Linked DNA regions of Sus scrofa: region 2 is linked to region 1. The links are chromatin contacts, called in public Hi-C maps. All regions are on one chromosome and are shown on one strand. Each heading gives the region's core, a stretch centred on a gene start, on an enhancer-like site or on the middle of the called end of the contact. The rest is flanking DNA. Distances are from core to core; before and after follow the strand shown. Region 1 overlaps JADE1 (protein Jade-1). Region 2 overlaps JADE1 (protein Jade-1).

The links. A called contact is a pair of places that touch in the nucleus more often than the background predicts.
Region 2: a contact with region 1 is called in a Hi-C map of embryonic fibroblasts, with 3 times the contacts expected there. The contact joins two enhancer-like sites. A contact is called at or near these places in 1 of 5 promoter capture datasets (liver), 5 of 47 Hi-C or Micro-C datasets (embryonic fibroblasts, fibroblasts, liver and 1 more) and 2 of 2 datasets of contacts at active chromatin or transcription factors (alveolar macrophages and skeletal muscle).

The regions. Positions count from the first base shown.
Region 1 is chr8:96,466,985-96,474,748 of Sscrofa11.1, reverse strand. All of the region lies in intron 2 of JADE1 (protein Jade-1), which reads left to right. Among named protein-coding and RNA genes, the nearest start is that of JADE1, 93 kb to the left of the region's middle. Within about 2 kb of position 3,683, at least 32 of the 83 cell types and tissues checked have an H3K27ac peak or open chromatin away from gene starts, as enhancers often do. A contact at or near this core is called in alveolar macrophages and embryonic fibroblasts, where this site is marked.
Region 2 is chr8:96,547,655-96,555,418 of Sscrofa11.1, reverse strand. The region is part of intron 1 of JADE1 (protein Jade-1); the gene reads left to right. Among named protein-coding and RNA genes, the nearest start is that of JADE1, 13 kb to the left of the region's middle. Within about 2 kb of position 3,713, at least 12 of the 83 cell types and tissues checked have an H3K27ac peak or open chromatin away from gene starts, as enhancers often do. A contact at or near this core is called in alveolar macrophages and embryonic fibroblasts, where this site is marked.

The DNA.
Region 1 (7,764 bases), core at 2,434-4,933:
TTTCAGTCAAGAAAAAATGAATTGTTTCGTGTGACCCTGAAATCACTTTGTAGCAGATTCAGAGAAAGTCAGGTTGTTGATGACTCAGAGCACGTGGCCACAGATTTAATTTGTTGAACTGAGTTTAATTTGTTCCAGTGGTTTCAGTGTTATAGTTATGCTTAGGAATTGTTCCCTGTTGATATTCTTGGACTTCATTTTTCATGCACATTTTTCTCTCTCCGGTATGTTCCTCCTAGTTTCCACAAAGCAAACTTCTACTCATCCTTCAAGACCCCATTCAAAAGTCATCTCTGTGACCTTGTTCTTGATTCCCTTGGAAACATTTTGTTCTCCTGGGTCCTCTCACCACCCTTTATTGTATGTAAGTCCTCAGTACAGAGGGATAAATGGCAGTAATTATGTTTTATATCTGCTCTCTACTAAACCCTGAGGTTCTTTTGGACAGGGTTGTATACTATCTTTTGTGATTTATTTGCCTCTGATAATCCCCAGTACCCAAAAACAAAGTACACAGCTGGCAAAGTATAAATACCTGCTGTTGTTACACATTGGGTAGGTGTCTCTTTACAATATCAGAATCTGAAACTTGGGTCCCACAGGATTTAGATGGGATTTATACTGTCAAATTTGGGAGTCACAGGTATCTCTGTACCAAGTATCTTCATTACTCTCATTACTACCATTACTGATGCAGTGCTTGCATGGGTTACTCTGTGCTAAGCACTTTAAAAGCAAAATCTCACTGATTTCTCACTATGGAGGAAGATCACTATTATGGTCTCTGTTTTAGAGATAAAGAAAATGAGACCTAATACTTTTCTCAAGGTCAAATCACTAATAAGTGGTGAGTCAGGGAGTTAAATCAACATCTTTTCTTCAGTCCAAAGCCCATGTCTACAGTGTGATCTGAGATACTCTGGGAAAGGCTCATCTAAACCAGAAACTCAAAATTCCACCCTTAAGTGATTTTTTTTTTTTTTGAGTCTTGTAGGCTTTATAGGGGCAGTAGGGATAAGAGGGTGAAACATACCCAAAGAGAGTGTTCTAGTATATTGGAAATAGTTGGTGAACTGTAATATTTTAAGTTCCTGCCAACTAATTTCTCACTATGGGTCAGTTGACAATTATAAAAGCTTTCCCTTTAGCAATAGTTTACATGGGAAAGAGGAGCCAGAAAGGGGCAGAGAGGAAGAGAATATCTGAAAGGAGAGTAGAAGGTGCTAAAAACTAAAGAAAGGGAGGAAGGGTCCTTTTGGTCTTTATAAGGGCTCTAAGTGCCACTGAGGTAATGGTGTTACTTCAGGTAGATCAAAGTGAAGGGCAAATGCAATGCCCATCCAGAGCATTTTTTGGGTTTCCTGTTGCTGCTGTAATAATAATAATTTGTGGTAACTTGCACAGACTTAGTGGCTTAAAACAACACATATTTATCCACCTATAATTCTGGAGCTCAGAAGTCTGAAAGGCTCTCACTGGGTTAAATTCAAGGTGTCAGCAGAATTGTATTCTTTCTTGAGGCTCTAGGGAAGAACCATTTCCTTGCCTTTTCCAGCTTTTAGAGGCTGGAACCTGCATGCCTTAGCTTGTGGTCTCTTCTTCCATCCCCAAAGCCAGCAGCATAACTTCCAATCTCTCTGGCTCTAACTCTGGCCCTTACTCTCTTGCTCCTCCTTTCACTTATAAGGACCAGTGTGATTACACTGGGCCACTTGGATAAACAGGGTTATCTCCCAATTTCAAAGTCCGTAACTTAATCATATCTGCAAAGTCTCTTTTGCCATATGTAGGGTTCCATGTTCTGGGGATTTGGCTGTAGACATCTTCAGGGTGCAGTAGTCTGCCTACTGCAAGTGTGGATACAGTGGAAGTTAGGGATCAGGAGACTCGGTTCCAATCTTGGTACTATCATTGAGGAGTTATGTGCCTTGGGGCAAAGTCTCAACTTCTCTGGGTTATTGCCTCCTAGGTGCCTTTACCTAAACACTGGGAGGCACGACTCCAGCTAATTAAAAGCCAACCCTGTTTTACACACCTGCAAATGACACTGTAGCATTTATTTAAGGCCATTTCTGAACATGTCATTAGTCCTTCTAATGGTGTTTCTGCAGGTTCTCCGCTGAATTCAGCTTACCGTTCTACATTTACTTACACTTTGCCTGCAGAGTGTGTAAGTTTTCAATTTCTCGTTTTAAATAAGGGGCTCCAATTCTGTAGCATGGCTGATGCATTAAATATCCACAGCCAAATTGCTTAACGCCCAGGTTTTTTTTCCCCTTCAAATTAAAGCTTTTAAAACACTGAGACTCCATGCTGGCTGAATGACACACACAGACTTTCTGCTGGCTCTCGGGGGCAGGCGATACTGGTTCCTGTCAAGTTCTAAATCTGGATGCTTTTTTATAGTGGAACAACTAAAAGGAATTGCTTCCTTATGATATATAACTACTACTTATTATAGACTGATCCATTTTGCAGCAGGGAGGTGGCAGGCAGGGGGCTGGAGGAAGAACAAGAACCAATCTTAGAACTGAGAGAAAGTAACCTTCTAATTGCCTTTTCCATGACAGCATCATAAGCTTCTTTATGGCAGCTTTATTTCAAAGTGACCTGCCACACAGCTCTAATTTTTCTGGTGTCACTCATGCAGGTTTAAAAAGTGATTGGTTTTATGGCTTTTATTTGGGAATTTGTCAAGGTTTCACATTTGTGGCCTAATACTCCATAATTTGGTGTTTAAAGGGATATTGGTGAGTAACCTCCTTGGGCCCACAGGTGCCTTTAGTGATCACATCTTTATGCCTAGCAGGGAAATCTCTATAATTTCTTTTATGCTACAGTAAACCTTTGCTGTCAGGAAACTCCATTCCAGGTTCCAGGGGACTTCTGGCATCCTGGGATGGGAGAAAAGCCTTTCAAGCTTCGTGATCAGATTGATATTTAAACCTAATTTGCATGAAATGTACTTCAGGTGTTAGTAAACCCCACTCCGGTCAGCATATTCCGGCCATCCAGATTTACACATACGCACTCTCTTTTATGACTCACGGTCTGGAAATGAAAAGCGCTGGACTCTGAATCCAATCCCTTTCTCTCTCTCTCTCCCCCTCTCTCCCTCTCTCTCTCCCCCTTTCTCCCCCTCCCTACATCCCCCCTTCCCTCCCTCTCTCTCTCCCTCCCCCCACCCTTAGGATCTCAAAACCCCTAACAGATGTTTTTAAAAGCCTCACTTTTGAGGGCTGTTTTGGCCCCCTGCCACTGTGTGTACTTTTAGGTTTAATGAAAATTGGTGCCTCCCAAGCTCTACTCTCAAGGGGGAAAGCGGCTACTCTCTGGTGAACTTGCTGGTTCTTGCTCAGGAAGAACACACGGGGCTGGTGAGGTCGTTTGTAAACACACACACACAGACACACACACACACACACAGACACACACACACACACAGACACACACACACACACACACACACACACACACACACACACACACACACACACACACCCCTACACCTGCTTCGTTTTTGGCTCCTTGCTCTCCCGGTTGCCTGGGTTGCCTCAGTTTGGTGCATACCTGCTGGTGTTTATCACAGTTGGCATTTCTCTCCCTCCAGTGCGCCTCAGTGTAGCCGGTGCTTATTTGAGCAGCAGGCGATTTTTCTGAAGTGACCTCCGCAGGGCAGGAGATTTATGATGGCGTTAGCTTTCATTATGTGTCGAGGCTGCCTCGTGAGCTCACTGCATCGCTGTCAGAGGAAGAGCAGAACGCTTCCCAGAATAAGCCTCCGGTATTATCTTTGAACATATGTTCTTGATTAAATGAGAAGAGGAAAGTCTCTTCGTTTTTCCCATTTGGAGGTTAAAGTGGAGGGTTTGTCTAAAAACAGATTGCAGTAAATTGTGGGTTTATTTGAACAGTATGTCAACATTATTTACTCATGGAAAAAAAAAATCTCAAATTGATAGGTTTCTTTTAATTACCTCATCCTGAAAGCTGCTCTCAACAAACAGCAAATATTTCAGAAGCCATTTGGATAAGTCTGGAAATGTTGAATTACTGGAAACCTGCCGAGAATAATACCTTTGAAAATGTTTCCATAGTACTAAGTATAAGAAAACTTGATTAGGAAACAGCTTGTCTCTGAGCATACTGGGTATTGCCTTCTGCGATCTTGCTGGCCTCCTTGTAAAAGATGGCTTGCAAGATTCTTGTCTGATGCCCATCATGCCACCTTTCATGCCACCCCGAAAACAGGTACTTTTCTGGAGCTAGGTGTCACTGTCTGTCACTCAGACCAGAGAGGCCTTGTTTAACCCCACTATGATAATGTCTGCCTCTTGGGCTCCGTCCAGGAAACACAAAAGCTGAATGAAAGAAGTTCAGTAATTGAGTGAGTCCAAAGAGCTCTGCTAGCAAATCTGGGCCAAAGTCCATTTTACGGACAATGTCCTTTGACTTCATTGCTTAGTCCTGACTAGCAGAAAAGATGATCTGATAGACACAGCCATTCCCAGGGCCCAGACCCATTTGGGGGGTGAGGGAGGTAGCTGAGGGGAAGATGACAAGGAGACTTATATGTAAGCCACTCATCTACACTTACACCCCTGGGCTCATGTCCTTTTGTGCCTTCCTTGCTTGTGATGTTTGCTTTTTGTGTGTGTAAGGGACTGAGGAGTGGTGGCAAGTGTCCTATATGTGAGAGTTTGGAGTGGATTTGGGGCCAGTTCACCATGATTTACCCTGGTCTCAAGTGCTTTGCACACATTCCATACTTTGGGTGACATTCCATGTAGCAATGTATTATATTGGGTTTCCTTCTTGGGAAACTTCTAAGCTATGTATCTCATTAAGAGCATTTCATATGACATGGGCATGTGCAGGGCTGATTTCAGGACTTCTATGTGTGCTTATATAGTTGTTTGAGTATTAAAAATTGTTAAATATTGATAGCTCTACCAGTTGGTAAATAACTGCCTGAAAGCCACTACCCAGCATGAAGAGGGAGCCTTCACAACTGTGAAGGGACACTGGAGCCTCATGGCCCTCGGTTGAATGTGCAGTTGCCAGTAGCTTGAGCTTCAGAGAAGCTTTCCTGTGCCTATGTAACCCTCTAGGCAGCCAGAGTGCTGAGCTTCCTTGGCCCCAGTTTGGGTTTGTGTGGAGGAGGTCAGACAAAAGAGATTTGTCAGGGCAGTGTTCCCAGTCATGCCAACAAAATTCACTTTTTAAAAGTTTTGAGTTATTGGGGATATCAAAGCTTCTTTCTTCCTACCCTTGCAAATCTTTTCCTCCACATACCAGTGTGAAGTCCAGAGCCTTCACTGTGGAGACCAGTTCAAGGACGGAAGATGTAATTCTAGTCTCAGCTCCAACACTTAATAACTCTATGACCTTGGGCAAGGGACTTAACCTCTCCACAATGCAGTTTTCTCATCTGCAGAATATTGATGTTGGACTCAATTCCTTCCAGCTGTAACAACAAATGACTTTTAGTCTTTAAATTTCTGTTTACTAGCCCATTCACCCACCCCATCAATGGGTATGCCATTTATACTTCAGGAAAGAAAGAAAAATAATATCATCTGCTAACAAGTAATGTTTGAATACCAGGTAAGGTAAGAATGATGCCAAGTGCTCTGATGCAGCCTGAAAGAGGGAGGTGACAGGCACAGGATATGGCTGGCTTGCTCCCCCTGCTCACCATGTCAGTTAACGCAAGTGGGCACCTCAGCTGTGCTCAGCTGATAGAGCTTCATGCTAGTGGAGCCTCACACTGGTCCAATTTCTACTCCCCCTGGCTAAAGTGATCTGTTTTGTGGTCCTAGTAACCACCTTTAAAATGTGTATTGTGGCTCATCAGGGGCCCCTAAAAAGTATGTAGTTGGGTCATTACTATTAACAAGGAAAATAATCTTTACAAGTGATAATGTCATATATTTGACATAAAGGGGCATTGTGTTAGTGAAAGAGCATTTTTTTGGACTCATTTTGAGTATTGGTAGATGGAATTTATACATTATGCTCTTTCTTTTTTTTTAAAGAAAATTAAAGCTTTTTTATTTCCTTCGTTTTATTATCAGGAACACTCTTAGAGAACTGTAAATTTTATAGCAATCCTTTAAACAGAGGGTGATATAAGATCTTTTCTTAAACATGTCTATAGTTTATTTTTTATTTTTTATTAATGTTATTTTTTTGTCTTTTGTCCTCTCAGGGCCCCACCCGCAGCATATGGAGTTCCCAGGCTAGGGGTCTAATTGGAGCTGTAGCCACTGGCCTACGCCAGAGCCACAGCAACACCAGATCTGAGCCGTGTCTGCGACCTACACATCTCACGACAACACCAGATCCTAAACCCAGTGAGCTAGGCCAGGGATTGAACCCGCAACCTCATGGTTCCTAGTCAGATTCATTTCTGCTGTGCCACAATGGGAACTTCCTAGTTTATTTTTTTTTAATTTTATTATGATTGATTTACAATGTTTTATCAATTTCCACTGTACAGCAAAGTGACCCGGTTATACATATAAATGGCTCACATCCTCCATCATGTTCCATCACAAGGGATTAGATTTATAGTTCCCTGTGCTATACAGCAAGATCTCATTGCCCATCCACTCCAGATGCAAGAATTTTTATCTACCAATCCAAGACTCCCAATCCATCCTACTCCCTCCCCCTCCCCCTGGCAAACATGAATCTGTCCTCCATGTCCATGATCTTTTCTGTTTTGTAGGTAGATCATTTGTGCTGTATTTTAAACTCCACATATAAATGATATCATGTGTGTCTGTCTTTCCCTTCCTGACTTATTTCATTCAGTATGAGAGTCTCTACTTCATGTTGCTGCAAATGGCATTATTTTGTATGTTTTTATGGCTGAGTAGTATTCCAATATACATGTACCACATCTTCCTAATCCATTCATCCATCAATGGGCATTTAGGTTGTTTCCATGTTGTGGCTATTGTGAATAGTGCTGCGATGAACATACAGGTGCATGTATCTTTTTCAGTGATATTTTCAACTGACAAAGGTTTACTCTCCAAAATATACAAACGAGTCATACAATTCAACAATAACAACCAAAAAACCCAACTGAAAAATGGGCAGGCAACCTAAATAGAATTTCAACAAACAAGACATCCATATGGCCAGCAGGCACATGAAAAAAATGCTCAATGTCACTAATTATTAGAGAAATGCAAATCAAAACTACAATGAGGTACCACCTCACACCAGTTAGAGTGGCCATCATTAACAAGTCAACAAATAACAAATGGAAATAAGATCTTTAAAATCAAAGTCAATGATAGAAATAGTAACAGAAATAGAAATAAGATCCTAGTACAATGTCATTTAGGCATTTTTCCAAAAAAATCTTATTAAATCTTAGAAGTGTTTCTTGGACTAAGGGATACTAAAGAAGCAGTATACTCAAAATTGAGATACAACATCAAAATTGCAAATATTTATAATTGGATAAAATATTCTATAGTGAAAATATCCCTAATCATATATATATGCTCTTTCTTTTTGATTTTAAATAAGTTTTTGGTCTTTTACCTGTAATTTTTTTTTTTTTTTTTTTTTTGGTCTTTTTAGGGCTACACCTGTGGCATATGGATGTTCTCAGGCTAGGGGTCAAATCAGAGCTGTGGCCACTGACCTACACTACAGCCACAGCAACACCAGGTCTGAACTGCATCTGTGAGCTCATGGCAACACCGAATTCTTAACCCATTGAGCAAGGCCAGGAATCAAACC
Region 2 (7,764 bases), core at 2,464-4,963, 81 kb before region 1:
TAATCACAGAGGTGACATCCCATCACCTCTGTCTTATGCTATTAGTTCTATTAAGCCACCAATTCATGCTTGGGGTGGAAGATTACACAGGTTATTAAAACCTTGGGTGCAAGGATTGTTGTGAGACATTTTAGAAGGCTGCCTATGTCCTTCACATACCTCTTCTCACTTTATTCTCGTAATTATTCTCCAGTGCATTATTGGTCACTCCCCCATTTTATAGAAGAGGCAATGAGTTTTCAGACTCTTCTACTTGCCCCTAGTGAGGTTACATTCATCTTTAGTGATTCTTAGTGTTTGCTCACTTATGTGTTTATTTCATGAATTTGTACAATTACAGATATTAGTGTGCTACTGTGCTGGGTTCTGGTAAGTTTGTATTCTTGGTAGAATATAGGTGTATACAAGCATTCTAATAGTTCTTAAGTGTTACTTAAGGAGAGGAACAGTTCATAAAGTATATATATCATAGTGCCTCATATATTGGGCTATATCAGTAGTAGGTATTCATTCATAAGAGTTATTAATTAATCTATTTTAAAATTTTTCCAAATAAATGAGAGCACTCTTCTGATTTTTGAGTGTCTAGGACCCACTCACTTCCATTTCAGAGATGAAACACAGATGAATAGTGGTTATGATATTAACAGTGCCCCAGAAACTGAAATGGAGAATTTCATACCATTATAGCCCATTATTTATAGCCCAACCTCTGTGTACAAACTATATGGGAAAAGCTGACATGTAACTTGAGTTAGCTCCACATAAATGTGTGAGTACCCACCCTAAGGCTCATTGCTGTATTGCTGGTGAGAGAATGTAAAAAAGTAATTTTATAAATTGAAAAATGCCTATAAACATAAGAGAAGAATCTTTAAAATTGTTGGTGCCGCTGCTTCCCTGACTTAGGTAGCCTACAATGTGCCAAGCCCTGTCCAAATTGCTTCTTAGAACGTTACTCATTTAATTCTCCTCACAATTTCTCTGAAAAGCAAGGTCCAATGTGGCAGTCACTGGTGGTACCAAAGGGGTTTAGTTCTGTTTGCTGAGGATGGTTCTGGGCTTTTTTTTTTTTTTTCTTCACTGCCACACATGTAGTATATGGAAGTTCCTGGGGCTAGAGGTTGAATCAGAGCTGCAGATGCTGGCCTACACCTCAGCCACAGCAACACTGGATCTGAGCTGCATCTGTGACCTACACTGCATCTTGCAACAAGGCCAAATTTTTAACCCACTGAGCGAGGCCAGGGATCAAACTCGCATCTCCAAGGATGCCACGTCAGGTTCTTAACCCACTGAGCCATAATGGGAACTCACCTCTAAGTGAAACTTTTTTAAGTCTCGCATATTTATTACTGAGCCAACATACTATTGCAGAAACACTGCCACAAAGAGAAAAGTCATTTTCCCAGTAAAAACACATCTAGCTGTTCAGATACTACTGATGTTTTCAGAGTGATATGGTAAGACGCAAGTGACCTGACACAGCATAAATATCTGTGCCACCTCATGTGCAGGACTCCTTATACACCCAGCTTGGGTCATCTCCAGTGTCTTCTGTTGGAGTTGTACCTGATTTTATTACCAGTAAATTACTAGTAAACTTCCTAACTGACATAGAAAATCCTAGGGTTTATGGTAGTGAGATTATACCCTACACAGAAACAGATCTCTGCAATCATGTTTTTCCTTTTTAGAAAGATAGAATACCTTTAGACATAACAGAAGATACTCCGGGATTTGAGTCAGTGAGAAGAACTACAGGTGAAAGTATTTCTTGACTAGCAGAAAGGCAGGAGTTCTTCTGGGGCCCGTTATCTTGCAAACAAGATGTAGCCTAGAGACAGTGATGTGGTCGTATCCAATCTATGCAGTTACTCTGGGGCAAAAAAAGAGACAAGCCCAGTTTAATAAAACCCAACAGCAGACACCTAGAGAATCAATAAATGTTGGTTGATGCCCATAACGCAACGTGGAAGCCAATCTACTCCAACTGGAAGACCTTTTGCAGATAGTTATTTTTGAACAATCTAAGATGTGTTAAAGCAAAAATAGAAATGACTGGTAGCAGAAATCCTGACTTGCTGCCTTGAAATCATTAGTTCATTGTGGTTGACTGCACACTTTTTATGGTATGGTCAAGAGGTCCCCATGATTCAGTACCTTCTTTTCCTACCACCTGACTCTCTTAGGAAAAAAAAAAGACATTGCTAAAATATTCTGTAGAACCAGTACTCTAAGTAGCAGCCTCTATAGCAACAGAGCAGGTAGGAGGTAGCTGCTATAGTTTCTTTTACTTTTTTCCTCCAAATATCCAGATTTCTAAGTGTTAAAAAAACACAAACACCAAAAAACTCATTAGAATTTTGGATTAAAGACAGCTATCTGTCTCTCATTTTTGATATGCCAGCTGATAATTGGGCTATAGCTGAGTCTAAAAATAACATACAGTACATTAAAATAATATTCCTTGGCTACATTTCCAAAGTGGTATTCTGGGATTTCTGTGCATTAATCTTGTAACAATAACAGGATTTGCGCTTTTAACTCCCCTGGTGTAGCTTTGAAAATCTAGCCTAAAGCAGCTAATGTTGCAGTTTAAATCATACTCTCACTATCCTTAGGGAAATGTGGAGATTAAAAAAATGACAACCCAGCTGCTCAAATGACCTATACCAGGGAGAATAAGAGAAACAACGTATTTCCCCTCAGGAACTAGGCTGATCAGTATAAATATTTCTTGTAATAAAAGCTTTAAAATTTGTATCCCACCTCAGAGAACCCACCCTAGATATTTCCAGTGTGGACATACTAGGTTTCTCACAGGCGAGGGAGACAATCTGGTTGCTGAATAACTGGAATTGAACTGGGTTCATGTGTGGGAGCCTCTGTGTGTGTGTAGGTGTGTCTGTGTGTGTGTGTTTGTGTGTGTTGTGTGTGTGTGTGTAGGGAAGGAAGGCGAAAGAAGCTGTCATTATTGTATGTTTCTGGTAAACATTCTTTTATCCCTGCAGAAATTTGGGTGTATCCCAGAAATTAGGTGTTGTTAATCCTGTCAGCTAAAACAAATGCATATCCTAAACACAGCTCTAAATGGAATCTCTGACTGGCTCTAAATTGAATTGGCAGGAGTTTTTCAATGATATCATTAATTGCATTTTATTAATTGAGAAAAAAGAGCTTTTGTGTAGCTGTGGTTGTGATGGGCTAGATTTAATCAGTGTAGGTACCACTAACAGGCTGGCACTGCTTTTGGCCTTCGTTGCCTTTGAAATTCTAAAATGGAAAAGGAGGCCAACATGCTGAGCAATTATTTCAGAACAGATTGCCCGTTAACATTTCATAATATCACCGAAATACATCCTTTCTGGGACAGAGACTTGCTTTGGCTATGAACATCCAAGAGGTGGCAGCACCCCACACTTTGTTGTTGGTTGTATCCCTCCAGGCAGAGCTCACCGCAGAGGTCTCATCATTGCGTCACCTGAAAGCCAGTTTGCAGCGTGGGGGTGGGGGGAGTGATGAAAGAGCGATATAGCCTTTTGCATCTCAGTTCTTTGGGAGAGTTCAGGAAACAGCTGCATGGATCGTTTTAAATGGATTTGAAAAGGGTTTTTGTTTTTTTCTTTCTTTTTCCCCTGAAATCTTCAGCCCTGTGTGATATCTTTCTATGAAGACCACATGGGTACACTTATGGATTTCCTGGTTTGCTCTCTGAAGAAGGAAGAGTTTCAATTGTCAGGGATCCCCTGGGACCTCATTGTCAATTGCCTGTACTTGTCTTTATAAACACAGGAAGGTGGGATTAAGACAGCATCACTGACAATCATTTTTCAGAGCATGTGTTAGTGCAAGGCACTTAACACTGCATTGAGAATGTGACACTATCCTAACCTAGAACACTTCTTTTATTCCACAATCATTCTCCCAGCCCCTCCCTCATCTCATGCTAAAAATATTCCACAGAACAAATAGCTGTTGAGATAGCATGAAAGTCTGCATAAGTTAAGTACCAACATAGCCTGACATGCTAAGTGTCAAATGCCTGGGATGAAAAGCATCAGGTGATGTGGATAAGGGAGCATCAGGGCTGGTCTAGACTAGCCAATGACCAGGTATCTATAAAACCTGGCCCTCCGCATGTGTGTTAGTTTGAGGGCAAGAGCTGGGACACAGTAAGGGAACTTTGCTGGTGGGGTTATTGGCAGGATACAAGAGATAGAACTCTCATGGGAAACTAGTCTCCAGGAGGCCATGAGGAAGCTGAAGCTGGTCCAGCATAGCTCAACCACGGGTGTTCCTATCCCCACTCTCTCCATTGTAAGTTCTTGGCTTCTGTGTCTTCACAATTGCAGCTACCAACTTGGCCTAACTTTCAGCTGTGTGCGGCTTGTCAGTAGCTCGCTTATTTATTTATTTATTTATTTATTTATTCTTTTTGCCTTTGCTAGGGCCACTCCTGCGACATATGAAGGTTCCCAGGCTAGAGGTGTAATCGGAGCTGTAGCTACCGGCCTACGCCAGAGCCACAGCAACGCAGGATCTGAGCCACGTCTGCGACCTACACCACAGCTCACAGCAACGCTGAATCTTTAACCCACTGAGCAAGGCAAGGGATTGAACCCGCAACTCATGGTTCCTAGTTGGATTTGTTAACCACTGTGCCACGACAGAACTCCAGTAGTTCATTTCTCTAGCTTAGTCTCAACATTGGCACTCTGAAACCCTTTCCCATAGCTTTCCTACATGGTCTGTGCTCTCTGTATACATCTTTTCAGCTTCTGTTCCCACTTAATGACCATCTTCCCCATATTTCCCATTCAGTTTTCATAAAGAGAAGGGGAGAGAGGGGATAGAGAGAGAAGGGGGAGGGGGACAGGGAGAAAGAGTCTCATTGGTTCATTACATAATCACATGGTCCCTGTCTGGATTGAGCTTTGGAGGCCTGACTGCCTCCCAGAGGATGAGCTGGACCGTGATTGGCAGTCCTTGAATCTCCTTTATTAAAGACCTGCTCAGGTGCTCCCCAGCCTAGTAGAGAGTTGGCATGAGTTCCTTTCAGGAGGGCTGTGGATGTGAAAAGCACTGACTGACATTTTGCCCCTTTCTCCATACAAAAGAAGGAGCAGCAGTGTTCTCAGGCTCCATAATGCTGAGTGTCCTAGGGTCAGGGTACTGCTGCCCTTGTGGGTTGCTCAAACCTAGTAAAAGATGAATTTTTCATCTCTTTTCTTCTTTGCAGGAATTCAATCATGCAACTTGGGGAATGATCTTAAGGGTGGTATTTTACACTCATAATTCCACAGACTTGGAGAAAGGGGAATAGAACCTTCATTTGAACCATGATGTCATGCAATTTTGAATAGTGCAGATTTGTTAGGGCCAGGCTGGGGGAGGGTTTTGGTTGGATTAGATGCAAATCTCCTACTGTAATCAAGTTTTCCATAATGAGATCTGACTTTATATTTTAATCCAAAGACAGGGCTACTTCTAAATGCCGTTAACACATTCAACAATGAGTAACTTACCTGTTGCCCACTGAGTTGGCAGCAAAACTGGGTGTGACGGTCAAGCCATCTGGAGCAGGGGTGAGGGAAGCACACAGGATATGAAGGAAAGATAGCTGCTGCAGTTTCTTGGCTTTGGCCTTTGCCTTCCTCTAGTTGTTTTACTGTTACATTGAGGGCATGTAGCAAAATGAGGCAGGCCCCACAAGGGGCTTATTTGCTTTTGATTACTTCCATTTGAGCCACCAAGAACTTGTGGAGCTTTTTCTTTTTCTTTTTTTTTCCTTGAGGTCCTGAATGTCCCCTCCATCTCTTCCAATATTAGCCAGTCTTAGCCATAAGGTGTTGCCGGTGTATACTAACTGTGGATGTGAGGATAAAGCAGGGTGTGAATTATGGTTGATTTTTAGTGGTGATTTGAGTCCCTTCAGCACATCTATAGAGATTTCAGTACATGGTGAATTTGGTCACTAACTGCACTGCTTCATGGCATCACATATGTCATTATTTGAAGTTTGAGAAAAATTATTTGATTTTCCCTGATGTTGTTTGAGCTCACTAATTAGATTGTAACTTCCTTAAAAGAGAAGGGGCTTCTATACTCTTACTAAGCATCTCCTGCCGTGTCAGAGTTTTATATAAGGAGTGGGCATTCACTCTTGTTGAATTGTTTTGACTCAATCTCAATTTCGTGTTCAGCTCAGATTTCCTTTTTTCTTTTTTCTTTCTTTTTTTTTTTTTTTTTTTGTATTTTTGCCTTTTCTAGGGACACTCCCATGGCTTATGGAGGTTCCCAGGCTAGGGGTCTAATCAGAGCTGTAGCCACTGGCTTATGCCACAGCCACAGCAATGCGCAATGCAAGCCATGTCTGCAACCTACACCACAGCTCACTGCAATGCCGGATCCTTAACCCACTGAGCAAGGCCAGGGATTGAACCTGAAACCTCATAGTTCCTAGTCAGATTTGTTAACCACTGATCCATGATGGGAACTCCTCAGATTTCTTATTAGGTTCCAAGGAGTCCAGATTCTTTTCAGTTATCTCTTTGGAAATCTGAAAGTTTGGATTCATTTTTCCAGCTTCCACCTTCTCTTGATCACTTTGGGAAGACTAGTACCTTAGATACTGAGTGTTCCCTCACTCAGAGTGCTAGGCCTCAATGAGATTCAAAATGTCCAGGAGTCTTCAGCCTTTGACTTTTTACTTTTCTTCTTTAGTTAACCTCCTCTTTCACTGAACAATTCTCTCCTAGCAGGACAGGGGAAGTTAGGCTTTGGTAACGTTAGCTTCCAAAATTCAGGAAAGATTCTCCTTGTCAGAGTGACTCTAGGATCTAATTGGCAGACAGTCTGTCATCTCAGCGTGTGCTGCTGGGCTCACTGCAACTGGGGAAGAAGCCTGCACAATCCTGCACTGACTTTTAACTAAGTCTCTCATCCAAAAGTGACACACTTTACATCTGATCATATCTCATTGGCCAAAGTAAGTCACATGGCCATGCTTATCTTCAAGGAGATGGAGAAGTTAATTCCTTGTCCCTGCGAGAGAAAAGAACCAGAACTACTGGTGACCTTACACTTCTTCAGAGAGCTCGGAAGTTGCTGCCTTCCAGTTCATTATTTAGGGAAACATGGGACCCTTGAGAATAATAGAAACACTTTGTTTTTTAGGTTTCATTAGAATTAAAAATCAAAATAAACCCATAATAAAGGTGACATATCAATAAAATTTTTAATATATAAGTATCAAGGGTTTTTTGGGGGTCATATCAGTGATCAGAAGTAATCACTGCCATCCTTTCTGAATGCCATCTGTATAGAGATGGTTGATGGAAACAGTCCTTCATGTTTATAGTTACCATGTCTGTTCATATTTCTGATGCTTCTTATACCTCACAATCACTTGAAGGCCGAACAGCTCAAAGACTCCTCCACAGAGCAGAGTCACTTTGAACTCATGTACTGTGAGGATCCAACTCTTCATTCCTGCTCTGTGCCTGATTAGACTCTGTTGGTTGCAAAGCAAAACCCCAGGTTCTTCAAAAGCAGGCAGGGAACTCACCTACTCACTCAGTTATCCTACATTCCTCACTCACTCAATAACTACCCTCCCTCCAAAGAATTAATTCTAATCATAAGAACGAGAAGTTTATTCATGAATTTAGTGAGTTTGGTAATCAACTCTCTTTTAGTCCAAGTCAATGGACTTACTCCTATGACGTGCCAGGTAAGATCCAGCCATGGTGTGGTCAGAAA